Regions from separate parts of the Sus scrofa genome. Here regions 2 and 3 are each linked to region 1. Evidence: chromatin contacts called from public HiChIP or PLAC-seq and promoter capture Hi-C data. All regions are on one chromosome and are shown on one strand. Each heading gives the region's core, a stretch centred on a gene start, on an enhancer-like site or on the middle of the called end of the contact. The rest is flanking DNA. Distances are from core to core; before and after follow the strand shown. Region 1 holds the start of NQO1 (NAD(P)H quinone dehydrogenase 1). Region 2 holds the start of TERF2 (telomeric repeat-binding factor 2). Region 3 holds the start of CYB5B (cytochrome b5 type B (outer mitochondrial membrane)).

The links. Promoter capture Hi-C pulls out the DNA fragments that hold promoters and counts their contacts. HiChIP or PLAC-seq counts read pairs in DNA pulled down with a chosen protein or histone mark.
Region 2: a contact with region 1 is called in an H3K27ac HiChIP or PLAC-seq map of alveolar macrophages. The contact joins the promoter of TERF2 here to the promoter of NQO1 in region 1. A contact is called at or near these places in 3 of 5 promoter capture datasets (fetal liver, fetal skeletal muscle and skeletal muscle), 4 of 47 Hi-C or Micro-C datasets (embryonic fibroblasts, heart right ventricle and subcutaneous adipose tissue) and 2 of 2 datasets of contacts at active chromatin or transcription factors (alveolar macrophages and skeletal muscle).
Region 3: a contact with region 1 is called in a promoter capture Hi-C map of fetal liver, with 2.2 times the contacts expected there. The contact joins the promoter of CYB5B here to the promoter of NQO1 in region 1. A contact is called at or near these places in 1 of 5 promoter capture datasets (fetal liver) and 1 of 2 datasets of contacts at active chromatin or transcription factors (alveolar macrophages).

What each region holds. Positions count from the first base shown.
Region 1 is chr6:17,291,672-17,294,270 of Sscrofa11.1, reverse strand. NQO1 (NAD(P)H quinone dehydrogenase 1) reads right to left here and starts at 1,309. Exons shown (of 6, transcript NM_001159613.1): 1 at 1,051-1,309. The coding sequence starts at 1,057.
Region 2 is chr6:17,604,467-17,607,065 of Sscrofa11.1, reverse strand. It overlaps TERF2 (telomeric repeat-binding factor 2), which reads right to left and starts at 1,318. Exons shown (of 10, transcript XM_003126908.4): 1 at 817-1,318; 2 at 612-707. The coding sequence starts at 1,195.
Region 3 is chr6:17,556,718-17,559,316 of Sscrofa11.1, reverse strand. CYB5B (cytochrome b5 type B (outer mitochondrial membrane)) reads left to right here and starts at 1,287. Exons shown (of 5, transcript NM_001159592.1): 1 at 1,287-1,502. The coding sequence starts at 1,347.

The DNA of each region.
Region 1 (2,599 bases), core at 60-2,559:
TACTCTGTTAACATGCAGTTTCATTGATGACCTATATAGAACTGAATGGCAAGATATAAAGCTGACAAGAAAGAAAGGGGTTGTGGGAGTTCCTGCTGTGGCTCAGTGATAACGAACCCATCTAGGATCCATGAGGATGTGGGTTTGATCCGTGGCCTCGCTCAGCGGGTTAAGGATCCGGGATCCGCGTGAACACAAGCTACGGTATAGATCACAGATGCAGCTCGGATCTGGCATTGCTGTTGCTATGGCTGTGGCATCGCCAGCAGTTGCATCCCTTTTCTCAGAGTTCAACTAGCTTGTCAACGAAGGGAACAACCCCCCCGTCCATCCTTACTTTTAACAAGATGAGGTGTGTTTTGAATGTGTGTGTTCAGAAAGCAGAACTAGGTTCACAGGAAAGAAATTACAGAAAGGTAGAATTCTGCCCCTGTCGAGGAAATAGATGTCTGGACCTTAGCACTGTGCAATCTCAGGGCCAGGCTTTCTGGCTGGTCCTGGTGTTGCAGCTGGTCCAGGATGTGTGAAAGGGGCCCACGCATCAGACTGACAGGAGAGGAGGGAGTTTCTGTCACTCAACATGCACCCAATGCCAATACCAGAGCAGGTGTGCCCACTCCAAAGGTCACAGTCGAAAATGATTCCTGGCTTGGGAGCTGGGAGCTGGCTCTGGCATCTGTCCAACTAAAGGGAGCAGCTTCCCCAGCCAATTTTCCTCCTATTTGGTCCAGATTTTTATGTTCAAATCTTAGTAACTTACTCTAAAATGTTTTAAATACTATTAAGGCCAAACGAGTTGTGCCAGTGGGTCAGTGTGGCCTCTGACGGCCGATTTCTGACCAGTTTTGGAGAAATTGTGTTGCTTCCAAGGTCAATTCTCTCTTAAACGCCCACTGCGGTTTGTGCGGTCAGAGTATTAGCGGGAGTTCCCCGTCTCCTGGTGTTTGGCAGGGCTCATCCTGGGACCTAATGCCGTCACTCCTCCAGTCCTGCGTCAAGGAAGAAGAAAACGCAGGCTGAGCCCTGCAGGGCTCCGGGGGGGCCACTCACCCGCCATGGCTCCGGCGGCGCGCAGATTGGCCGGGCTGCTGGTTGCCGGGCCGACTCAAGCTGGGAAGGCGCGGGGGGCTGTAGGTCCTCTGGCTGCGACCTGGGAGGTGTCACTCGTGCTGCCGGCGGAGCGCCCGGCTACTTTATACACGATCTGGCCCGGCCCACAGACTGGGGGACCAGCAAAGGCGGAGCCGCCCCATGGGCCCTGGGGTGCAGGGCGGGGCTCACCTCGGCAGCTGGCAAATTTAGGGACCCGCGTGCGAGAAGGGTGCCCAGGGGGCAGAGAATGAGAGGGGCCTCTGGGGTCGGGGCGAAGGTGGGAGGATGTAACCAATGGGGTCCGGGTTCCGTTGGGCGCGTCATTCGTGCCTCCCCAGCCCCAGGAAATCGCTTCCGCACGGAATTGGCCGGACAAAAGGAGGACGCGGGGGACTCCCATCCTTTCGCTCAGAATCTCGCTGAGTCACTGTGACTAGACGTAGGTTTTGAGGGCTAAGGCGACCAGAGAGACTTGCTCCTGGGGAAATGAGTTTGTTTCAGCTTTTGCAAGGTTTGGATTCTGCACTTGGTGCGCGCGGGGTGGGGGGTCCCCTAGAATGTACTCCTCCTCCTCTCAATGGGGGAACTAATTGGTTTTGTTCTCCCCTCTCCCCCAAGAGCTAGTCCGAGTCTTGTGCAGGAGATAGCAGTAAGGAAAAGCATTTAAAGAATAGTCCAGACAGATAAAAGTGTAGTGGCTTTACTCAAAACCCTGCTTAGAGCAGTTTGAACAGCGTAGAGCAAAAGTTTTTAAGTTCTACAAAGTTAAAAGCTCAAGTCTTTGTCTACAGAACAGAGAGAAGTCAGTGTCAAAAGGCAGAAGAAAAAGAAACAGAATCTTAAAGTGTACCCTTCAGAAACCTTACAAAGGGTAAGTAAGAAAATTCAGAGGGGGCCAGAACAGTTCAGGTTGAGATTCCTGGGGTGAGGGAGAGACAAGATTTAAGAAAATGAGAAAACTCAGTAATCAAGATAAAGAACTCTTGAGTGCTCTGTTAAGTCAATTTGCAGAAAAAAGTCATGGCAGATTAAAACACTAAAATGTGGGAGTTCCCGTTGTGGCATAGTGGAAACAATCTGACTAGGAACCATGAGGTTGCAGGTTCCATCCCTGGCCTTACCCAGTGGGTTGAGGATCCTGCATTGCTGTGAGCCATGGTGTAGATTGAAGACGTGTGCTATGGCTGTGGTGTAGGCCGGCAGTTGTAGTTCCGATTAGACCCTTAGCCTGGGAAACTCCACGTGCCGAGGGTGTGGCACTTAAAAAAAGAGCAAAAAAGAAAAAAAAAGTGATATTAATAAAAAAGAAACCCCCCTAAAATGTGGAGTTCCCATCGTGTTTCAGCGGAAACGAATCTGAGTAGTATCCATGAGGACACAGGTTTGATCCTGGGCCTCACTCCAGCGTTGCCCTGAGCTCTGGGGGGGTAGGTTGCAGACACAGCTGGGATCACAGGTGCAGCTCTAAAAAGACCAAAAAAAAAAAAAAAAAAACATGTTAAGGAGT
Region 2 (2,599 bases), core at 69-2,568, 310 kb before region 1:
GTCCAAATATATATATATATACATATATATATATATCAAAAAGAAACATGCAAATATAGTTAAGATTTGCATTTAATTTGCTGGTATACTGGCTGCAGACTTACAAACATGTTAACGGTCCAGATTCAAATTAATGAATTTCAAGTGATTTTCAGTAATTTTCAAGACAGGTAAAAAAATTTATTTTTTAACACATTCATCTGCATCTAAATTTCAGCATACTCACATCTTCCTCAGATACAAATGGCCAGAAACTGAAGGCCGTTTTGCTAAACAGCTGTGAGGTTCAATTCCGGGGGAGAAAAAGTGTTCTTTAAAACACACCACTATGGAGGAAAAATGGTCATCTTCACATAACTCACTTCAGATAGCAACAAAGTTGGGGCGAGCAAGAAACAGGTGGGAGGAAATAAAAAAACAGAGAAAAGCAGCCAAGAGAATCCCAACTGTAGAAAACTAGAACTAGAGAATAAACTCATCCTAGAAGGAAAAAGACCACTGTATCGAAACATAGCAGCCCACTTTAATCGTGAATCTTTCAGTCCCGGATGTAAGTTTGAAAACAACATAACCCTAAATAAGCCCAGAAAAGAACATAAAAATAGCCATACCTAAATTCTCCCCTTCTTCAATGCGCGACAGACACTGCATAACCCGCAGCAGCCGAGACACGGTATGCTCCTTCCCCAAGGGCCTGACAAGCAAAGCTAGGAAAGAAGACATCGTTGGCACGGCGACCCCCAGCCCCGACGCTCGGGCCCCGCAGATCTCCTTCCCAGGAGCCCCCCAGCCTCCCTTTCCCGGCTCGGCCCTCACCCTGCATGATGTCCCGGATCTGCCTGAAGTCCTCGTACCGGCTACCCCGAAAGGCCCGCAGCGCCTCGTGGAAGTAGAACTTGAGCACCCAGCGGTTGACTGCCTCCTCCAGCCGCGCCTCCCCCGCGCCCCGCTCCGCGGCGCCCCCCAGCCGCGGCGCGTGGCGCCCCCGCCGAGCCCGCCCGCCGCTGCGGGACGTCCGCCTGCCTGCCGCCCGCCCGCTGCTATCGCTGCTCCCGCCTCCTCCCGCCATCGCGTCCGATCGCCGCGCGCCCTCCCCGCCCTCTCTGCCGGGACGCTTCCCCGACTGTGACGCCGCCGGGTCACGCACGACGCCCGGGCCGGAAGCAGGGCCTGCCGTCCCGGCTCCCGCGGCCATGATACGAACACCGTTCTGAGGCGCCCGCGGGCTTCTGGGAGGGAAAGGACCGGGGGCTCCCTGGCCCCCTCTCCGACTCCGTAGTTCCCGGTGTGTCGGCCGCAGTGCATTCTGGGACTTGAAGTTCACGGCAGCCAGATGGGTTAAACCAACCTAGGTTTGTGGTCAAATGTCAATTTCCCTCCGCTATTTTGTAACACTGTACTGGAGACTCGGGGCTATGTATAAAATATTGAAAAACAAAGGCGTGAAGTGTGTATTAAACATTTTTTAAATCGCGAAATGTAACATAGAGAGGAAACTTTGTTAAACAAGTTTACATTTTACTAAAGTAAAAGGCCAGTGTTAACCCAGTCGAGGTCAAGAAATAGAATATGGCCGGCACCACGAAACCCCTAGACATGTAAGACATATACGTTTTTAAAATTAGAAAAATAGCACATTTTGTTGTAGAACAATTGGAAGAAATAATGCAAAGCTTAACATTTAAGTCAGCCTTATCCCCACATGAAAAAACAAGCTGACATTTAGGTTTATAGCCTTCCAGTGTCTTTTGTATACCTTGTGTGTGTGTTTGTATACACACACAAAAAAACTAGAATTATGTTATATATATATTTTATAGAGCCTTTATTTTGCATTCAGCATCTAGTGGACATCTTTACATGTCACTAAATACTTTTTCTACAGTATCTTTAGCAGCTACATAGCATTCCAATATATGGGTGAAATGAAAGCCTCCTTTATATAAACCACTACTGTAAGGCGTTTAGGCTATTTAAAAATTTTGTAATTCTAGACAATCTAAATGTTAGAAAGATCCTTTTAACTATATCATTGCACAAATTCATAATTATTTCCTTAGAATAATTTCCTTTAAGTAGAACTACTGAGTCGAAGAATACACAGAGGAGTTTCCCTGGTGGCTCAGAGAGTTAAGCATCAGGCATTGCTACTGCTTGTGGCTCAGGTCACTGGTTTGACCCTTGGCCAGAGAAGTTCCGTATACTGCAAGCATAGCCAAGAAAAAAAAAATAGATTACACAGTAGAACAAAGATCAGGACATTCACTCATCAACCTTCCCTTTTACTATTGAACAAAGTGCAGACTCCTTAACATGACTTTTAAAGTCTGAAGAAGTTACCTATTTGCCAACCTCATTTTGGGCTCACTTTTCATATGTGTATGCACAACTTTTATCACTTCCTTTTCATCTACTACTCAGTTTGCTCAGAGCTTCATGTTGTCCATTCCAGCCTAAGGAAACCCTTCCTGTCCTTCAAACCTCACTTGAAGGACATTTCACCCTTTCTTGACTTTCTGAGTTATGTTAAATCCCTTTGGTGCTCCCTCCTTTGCCCCTCCTTCATCCTTCCTCAGCACTTCTGGGGCCACGTACTTTG
Region 3 (2,599 bases), core at 38-2,537, 270 kb before region 1:
GTAACCTCATGGTTCCTAGTCGGATTCGTTAACCACTGCGCCACGACAGGAACTCCTGTTTTGTTTTTTTTTTTTTTTTTTTTTTTTTTGACCCACAGCTTGCAGCTACTTGATGTGGGACATCAATTCCCAGACCAGGGACTGAATCTGGGCCACAGCAGTGAATGCGCCTGAGTCCTAACAGCTAGATCACCAGGGAACTCCCTGGAAGAGAGGGGATGGAGCTTGTAAGACCCCAGATGTGAATTTTTACTCGTAAGTTTAGGAGTCAGTAGCTGGTGCACAAGGCTTATAAAAGGTGAAAGTGGGTGGGGGTGGACTATGGAGAGTAGGGGAGAGTGACATGATGAAAATGACATTTCACAATAACCAACTTGGCATTTGCAATGGCAGTTAAAAATGAGTAGCTCACTACCCTGCACATTAACCCAACTTGTAATTCCAAAAGGCCAGGACCTCTACCCAGCGACAGTTGAGGCGAATTCTATTTTAGAACACATAGAAACAAAACAGTGTAGTTTGTCCTGATCATTAAAGAATTCATTTAAAATCCAGCCTTAAGATATAGTTGACATGACAAAATCAGATTCTTAGTAGTGGCACAAAGTTAGGTGACTCCATACTGTAACCCCAGTCACTGTCTCAAGGCCTCAGGTCAGTCATTCCGCTTTTTCTAACACCGCCGGTCACTTATGTATTGTTATGTACCAAGCTTTCTGCACTCTCATTTAATCTATAAGGTAGAGATTATGCCCATTTTGCTTGTGAGAAGACTGCCTTAGAGAGACGGGGTTCGCGGGTCACAGCCTGGAGGCTGCAAACTAAAAACGTAAATCTGGGGCAGGAACAGAGAACTGTGCGGATGGTGGGGGGAGAAACGAGCTCCACGTGGCTCAGGAAGGATCCGCCGCGTGGAGAAGGAAATAGGAATGGTGACTCTGCTCCCTCTTTTCAGAATTCTGCGGGGCCCTACGGCGAGTGAAGAGGAAACCTTCTGGCTCTTTGCCTGACTCGTCTGTCAACGTCTCTCTTCGGCGCTTTTCCAAAATCACAGTATTTCATTGGTGAGATTGGAGAGGATGGGTAAATATGATTGGTTAGTTGGACCTCGAACCAGGCCCACGCCCCTAGGATCATGCCAGTAGTGGGCGGGATTTGAAACTGAGTCCCTCGTTTCATTGGTGAAGAGAAAAAGAACCAGGAACTATCCGAGGTCATGATTGGCTGTTGCCAGGAGCCTTATGGGCCTGGTTACGGAAGCCCGGAAGAACTGAGGGCTCTTTCCACCTCGAGGAAGTTAGCGGCGGAAACCGGGTTAGCGGTGGAGAAGAGATATTGGAGACCCAATGGCGACTGTGGAAGCCAGCGGCAGCGATGGGCAAGGGGTCGAGACCTCCGTCACCTATTACCGGTTGGAGGAGGTGGCGAAGCGCAACTCCCCGAAAGAGCTATGGCTGGTTATCCATGGCCGAGTCTACGATGTCACCCGCTTCATGAACGAGGTGAGGCCCGGGAGGTGGGCAGCGAGGGGTGGTCGGGCCCGAAAACGCTGCTAGGGTCGTGTATAGGAGGGAAGTGAGGCCTGGCTGTCTGCGACCAGGCGTACGAAAGCGACCACGAGACGGAGACTGGGGAGGCCTGGTCGGTATGCAATTCTGGTGTCTTCAGTGATATAATGCGCTGCGTGTCACACATCGAGCACTTTCTGTCTGCTAGGCTAAACTCTTGAGTCGTCGTTATCCCCATTTTACAGAAAGGGAAGCAGCCTCACAGATTCTCGTTTAACAGAGCCATTTGAAGGCTCTAGAGCCTTTGCTCCTCGCCCTGTACTTTGTGAAGTAATACCATGTTTGGTCTTCGTTTTCTTAAGAAGCTGAGATTTCTCCCCACCCTCCCATCCCTCCATTATGCCGCCTTTATTTTTTTTTTTCTATTTTGAGTTGACCTTGAGGCCGGAGGTTGTGAGTTGGTTTTTTTTTTTGGCCATTGATTTAGGTCTGTCACCCTCTTTTGTAAAGTCTGTTGTGTCAGGTTCTACAAATTCTCCTTGAGACCCTCCCTGGTATAACTCTTTCTTTCTTAAAGGAAACAGACTTCTCTCTCTCTCTTTTTTTTTTTTTTTTTTTTTTTTTTTTTACTTTTTAGGACCACACTCTCAGCATATGGAGGGTCCCAGGCTAGGGTTGAATCGGAGCTGCAGCTGCTGGCCTACACCACAGCCACTGCAGGATCCAAGCTGCATCTGTGACCTATACCACAGCTCAGGGCAACGCCAGATCCTTAACCCATTGAGCGAGGCCAGGGATGGAACCTGCAACCTCTTGGTTCCTAGTCGGATTCGTTTCTGCTGAGCTGCAACTGGAACTCCCAGACTTCTCATTTTTTTAAACTCTATTTTGAGGTGTGATTTACATAGAGTACATTGTGTTCCTTTAAAGTGTACAGCTTGTTGAGTTTTGAAAAATGTATTCACCCAAGTAATAAATCCGCTCCAGTTAAGAAAACATTTCTAGGAGTTCTCGTCGTGGCACAGTGGAAACGAATCCAACTAGAAACAGTGAGGTTTTGGGTTTGATTCCTGGCCTTGCTCAGAGGGCTA